2 separate regions of the Sus scrofa genome follow, and region 2 is linked to region 1. The links are chromatin contacts, called in public Hi-C maps. All regions are on one chromosome and are shown on one strand. The core of a region is the stretch at or near the end of the contact, and the rest is flanking DNA. Distances in the headings are between cores, read along the strand shown.

Region 1 (3,077 bases), core at 228-2,727:
GCCAAACACTTTGAAGGTTGGTCAAAATACTTAAAGAGGGAGTTCCCCGGTGGCCTAACAGTTAAGGATTCAGTGTTGTCACTGCTGTGGCTCAGGTCTGATCCCTGCTCCAGTAACTTCCCCACGCTGTGGGTATGGCCACCGCCCCCCCCCAAAAAAAACTAAACAAAAAAACACCAAAAAACTTTAGGGGAAATAAGGGCAAAGTGCTTCAAGGCTGAGTTGCTATAAATCTTCAAGAAAGGACACTCCCCCCAAATATCCCCCAAATCAGACCATGAGACAGTAAGTCTAGGGTGGAATAGTCAGGGCTTTGGAGGCAGAGTCACCTACCCACAAATCCCAGCTCTACTACTTACTACTACTGGGGTAAATGTTCTGTGCCTCAGTTTTTCTCACAAGTAAGGTGAGACTGGTAATTCCTATTCTCAAGAAATTGTTGTTCAGAGTAAAAGAGATTATGTATGTCAAGGCACAATGTCTGACAACCTTGGAGGACTCAAGTGTGAATTTGTTCCCTCCTTCCAAGAACAGATGGGTAGAGGGGCTGATCCCTAATCAGGCATATCTAGTGAAGATCACTTTATATATTTCTCTCCTAAAACAATCTGGTGTCCACTAGTAACTATGCTTTATAGTGTCCTTTCTACAATGAGGGAATGATGAGTCTTATTTATAGTGACTCTTCTTTTACCTGCAAACACACAGGTTCTACAAATGTAGCTTTGGGAGACTGAGGAGTGAATTTTAAAATATTTAGCACATCACTTTTAGTTTTCAGTCTGGCTTTGCACTTTAGCTTTCTCTTCTGCTCTGGATTAAAGTGAACCTTTAACGCTGTAGGGCAGCTAAACAGAGTAGTAGTTACCAGAGACAGGCCAAGGGATCTGATCCGGGAGGAACCGGCCCGACCCCTTGCTCTGGCTTACGCAACCCGGTAGATGCACATTTCGCTGCATCTGAGAGGAGAGATAAGAGTACCGGGGGCCCCACTGGGCTGACCCGGCACCACAGGCGGCAACGCGGAGACCAACTGTCCGGAACAAACAAGACCAGGAGATTCGAAGGTAGCAAACGAGAAGTACAAACGAAGCACCCTTGAGAGGAGGCTGGGAAAAGGAACCTGTCTGGGATAACCCCCAGTCCGGGGCTACACGGAAAAACCCGAAGACAGGCTGGGGGGCTCCAAGCCGGACGGAGAGGGGCAGGGTCCGGATCTCCATGGAAACAGGGGAGGGGGGCTGGATACCCATCCCCATGGAAACGGAGGAGGGGTGGGGTCCCTATGGTGACCGGACTGGGGTCCCTACTGGGAAATGCTTCAGGAGGGAGCCTAAGTCCCGCGCCCCCCAGGAAGTCCCCAGCCCAGGCCGCGTCTAATTTCGCCTTTTACCTCCGCGGCTCCCGGCAACAGCGGCGGCGGCAGCAGCTTCTCCCCTCCCCAGCGGCACCATGATTGCCCCCACCTTCCCCGAACGTCACTTCCGCTTCCGCTTTCCGGAGGAAGGAGCAGATATGGGCTCCGCCTCTCCCTGGCGCTTCTGGTTGGTTTAGCTGGTGTGGGGGCTGAGCTCGAGCCTCCAATTGGCGAGCGGGAGAGGCGGGGCAGGGCATCGCGGAGACCTCGCGGAGCGTGTTTGTCCCGCGCGGGCTTAGGCTCGCCTTGTCCGCTCTCCTCACGGAGTCGAGGATCCGCTCCAGAGGCACCGGACGCTAATCCAACCACTAATCCAAAGTAACCTCAACCCAGTTTGCGCTGCCCTCACCCTGGTAGCCACAAATGCAACGAGAAGGACCACAGCCGCCGAATTCCAGCCGGGACCGCAAGGGGAAAGCCTGTAAAATTGTGATATTCCTCATTTCTCCTACTATGGCCCCAGCTTCCCCTCCTCACCTAATAAAGTTAATATGGGCAGAAGAGCCCAAGAAAATTAGATTGGACCCCAAAGGCAGAAATGAGTATTCCAAGGCTGGCCAGAGGATGCCTCCACCTCTTCCCCGTCTCACATGCTCTAAGACGCCCAACTCCCTCCTCACCCACCTGTCCAGACCGTTTGTTCCAACTTTTTTCCCTGAAGAGACTGTCGACTTCCAGGGTACTCGCGCTCAGGCTAAGGCAGCGCCACCTACTGGCCATTCCCTTTCACATTGTCATCCTACTGGCCCACATCTAAATCACTTTGCACTCCCAAGGAACAGTAAGTAGTGGTGTTCCAAGAAGAGGTTTCACTCGGCTCCTGACTTGTAAATGCCTGGAAGATGTAGCTGTCAGAACTTCTCAGCAGCCACTGCCTATTTTTTAAGCTACTTCTCTAGGATATTCAGAGTGGGACAACCCTTAGACACTAGATTAGGGGTCAAGGGGTTGCAGCCATGCCTGTACTCTCTTGCTTGAAAAATGTGAATAGTGGCTATTAACACCAGACTGCCAGGCAAATATCTCTCTGGCCCCTGACCAGCTGTCCCAGTGCTTAAGCCACAAACTTCCACCTGCTGAGAGCTGCCACCTCTTAAAAGATAAAAACAAACACCACTGTTAAAAATATATTTATCATTAAAATATATTACACATGTGAGAGAGGGAATGCATTATATACAGTTTGGAGGATTCGTTGGCCAGAAAATTCCACTTGTTTCACCAGAACAACAATTTCTTCAGTATTTTCATTTTCACGCCACTGTATTGGCCTCAAAGGCTTAGTGGCCAGCTCCAGAGGTGAGCCACATTTGAGTTGGAAGTGGGGTAGGGTTTGCATATGCATACACACATGTCCTCAGACAGAGTGCTGGAGGCATCTGGTGTGGCTGTGACCTGTTTATTCAGCAGCTTCCGTTTGCATTCCTGTGTCCAACTCATTTATCCTTCCAGACTCCAAAGTTTGTTCAGCTATCTGATTGTGAGGAGCTGGGCCCAAGCTACAGGGAAGGCACTGTATGCCCTGGAGGCAGGCAGAGTGAGCACATGAAGTACAGTTGTTTAAACATTAAAAAAAAAAAAATAGAGATCTATCTGTTACATTACTAAAGTTGAACAATGTATGTCAGTTTTATTGTGGTGGATTTCCCCCCGTGTCTTC
Region 2 (2,796 bases), core at 176-2,675, 930 kb after region 1:
TCCAAGAGTCTCTGGTACTTCCCAGGATGACAGCACAGTGCTTTCATGTAGTTCCTTTATGTTTACTGAAATTTATTTGCAAAGATGTAGGAAAATGGTACCTGATCCTAAGGTAGGTAGCAATTCAACACTACCAGCCCATCCTTGGGAATTAAAAGCCCTGCTTTCTCCGAAGACCTAGAGTTGTTATTCTCCCAGAATTTTTCCTTAACCTTTGTTTCCAGCCAAAGAACAGTTATCAAATTATTTCCCAGATAGTTACTCTACCTCTCATATGGACCCAGATCATCATCCCTGCCAAATCTTCTCTCCTGCACTCTTTAAAGGCCCAGCCAATAAGCTGAGGGAGCCATAACAGGCATTCTCATTTCTGCTTAGCTAATGAAATCGCTATTTCTTGGAACCGTCTGGTTTCAAGCACCTTATTCATCTATTTGGATCATGAACCCGAGAGTAAGAGATACAGTTTAACAGCTTCCATTTTAAAAAGTGAAAACAGTATAAACATTTTGATGTGCTTTCGAGCTCTTTAAACTAATTCTACTTTAATTATGAAGTCTGCACACAGTAGGAATTTATATGTACTACGAAATGGGGTTGATTTGAAAAACCACAACCAAACCGCTACTTTTGAGTATTAGGTGCACTTAACTACTTTATAGCCTGCTTTCAAATCGTTATTTTCCCACCTGCCCTTTGTTCGACAAAAAGTGCTTCTGTACAGGATTTTGAAGACTCCGCAAAAACTGTCAGGGGGGAGTTGGGCGCTCAAGGTCTTTAGCAAACAGGCTCACTGCGGCTGCTCGAGGCAAAGCAACGGAAGTTGGAGGGACTTTGCAACAGCTGCAAGAGTTTCACTCCCCGCGGGGAGAGTGGTAGCGTGAGCACGGCTACCCTACCCGGGCGGCGTCCTACAGCCAGACATGCGTCGGTCCCCGCTGAACCCCGAGGCCCACCTTTCCGGACCTCGACGGGTCCCACCTGTTCCCCTCCTTCCCCACGCCATGGCCCGACAGGGACGCAGCGCCGAGAAGCACGACTAGGGCACGAGGAACCCTCTCCTGGCCCATGCTCACCCTTGGTCAGCGTGTCCAGCACCCCCGACTTCTCCAAGTACCTCCGGAACTGCTCGCGTTTCGAGTCGGCGGCCTGAGAAGACACGGCGGGTCAGTGGCCAAAGCCGGGGGGCCGGAGCAGGAAGAAGGCGCTGGGGGTCCGGCAACCCCGCCTCCGCCTCGCTACCTCGAGCCCCCAAAACCTGCGCGCGCACCCCCACTCCCACCCGAGCCGACCAGCGGCTGGCTACCGCCCGCACGCCCCCAGCCACGCCGCGCCCCCCTCACTTTGTAATGGGCCATAGTGACAGCGGCAGCGGCGTAGCTGGCGCCTGAGACCGTGGCTGGCGGGCTCGGAGCAGCACTGCTCATGCGCGGAAGAGCGGATGCGCCTGCGCACTTGCGAAGCACGGTCTGGGATCGCCGGGGTGTGGCCTGTTTTCATGGCGACCAGGACGCTCTGAATGCCCCATGGTGGGCTGAGCCGAACGAGGCTGCGTACGCCCGCCCTTCTGGCTAATGAAGCAGCACCTCTCCTTCCTCTTCCGGTCTCCCAGAGATTCCGTTGCTTAGCGGGAGGCTAGGTTTTGGAAAAGAGCTGGAGTCCAGGTGGGGCTAAAGATAGGCGTGGCGCCAGGGGGCGGGGCCTGCGGAGCCCTGGCGCTCTAGGACTGGTTCCTGAGAGGAGGGTCTCTGGACACCGAGAGTGGGCGGACCTGTCTCAAATGGAACCTCGGAAGTGCTGCGGCAGCCTATCTGTGCTGGCTTGTCGACTCGTCTAGAAAAATTGCACGCGACCGACGAGGGCAACCCTTGTATCCAATGGCTTGAAGACTGCTTAGAATCGTATGTTTCGGCTCCAGATTTTATGCTTGGAGTTTCCTTGTTTTGTGCCCGCTGGACGTGGGCCTACGGAGGATGAGCATTAATATGCTAATAAGAGCTAGGCTTTAGAGCGTTTACTGTGTGCCCCGCAGTGCATTAAACACCTATGTTTCTTATTTTAATCCTCACACCTTCCCTGTAAGGTAGGTTCTGCTAGTAAACTGGCGAGGTTAGATGACCAGTGAGTTGTAGAGCCAAGACTCTGATCCTGGCATGGAATCACGATGCTATAAACTGGTGAAAGAAAGCAACCAATCTTTTTAAGTTTTTATTTACTAGATAGCAACATTATGATTATATTCAAGACACATTAGGTTGCAGTCTCTAAGGAAACTATAGACTACAGTCCCAGGGGCAAGATTTAACTGGTATCCAGAAATAAAAGATGAATAACTAAAAGAGGGTATTACATAGATCAAGGACAGTCTCTGAATGCTGTGCTCCCTTCAAGGAAAAACCTGGTTCCATTTAGCTTCGATTCTGAACATGTGATTTTTCCCAAAATTAGTTATCACATATTTTGAAGAGAGCCCGTGAAAAAGTAATCCCAATTTGGTAACTGTGTTTGCACTTGAAACTACTCCTTTCCCAGTTCAGAATTAGAGCCATTTTCCCTTTTTTAAATGGGTTTGCAGTTGTCTGGCTAAACATCTGGTCTTCCTAGCTGCCCTTATCTGTTCTGTCTGCTTCACGGTCACTAGGCTACTTCTGTAATAATGTAATATGTAGACTGTCTAAAAGCCAACAGCTATTCAGATTTGAAGGTCGGTGGGAGCCCGCCTACTAATGAGATTGTTTGTCAGTGACACAGAATGTTGTGGAGGACTCGCAGCAGGGTTGTCACAGGTTCTGACCA

What was found. Hi-C and Micro-C count contacts between places; a contact is called where the count stands out from the background.
Region 2: a contact with region 1 is called in a Hi-C map of liver, with 4 times the contacts expected there. The contact joins the promoter of MYCBP here to the promoter of MTF1 in region 1. A contact is called at or near these places in 1 of 5 promoter capture datasets (liver), 2 of 47 Hi-C or Micro-C datasets (heart right ventricle and liver) and 1 of 2 datasets of contacts at active chromatin or transcription factors (alveolar macrophages).

The regions. Positions count from the first base shown.
Region 1 is chr6:93,882,927-93,886,003 of Sscrofa11.1, forward strand. It overlaps MTF1 (metal regulatory transcription factor 1), which reads right to left and starts at 1,478. Exons shown (of 11, transcript NM_001243544.1): 1 at 1,394-1,478. INPP5B (type II inositol 1,4,5-trisphosphate 5-phosphatase) reads right to left here. Exons shown (of 25, transcript XM_021095974.1): 25 at 2,545-3,077.
Region 2 is chr6:94,812,908-94,815,703 of Sscrofa11.1, forward strand. MYCBP (MYC binding protein) reads right to left here and starts at 1,426. Exons shown (of 5, transcript NM_001244917.1): 1 at 1,344-1,426; 2 at 1,077-1,149. The coding sequence starts at 1,358. It overlaps GJA9 (gap junction alpha-9 protein), which reads right to left. Exons shown (of 1, transcript XM_021095982.1): 1 at 2,198-2,796. The coding sequence ends at 2,693.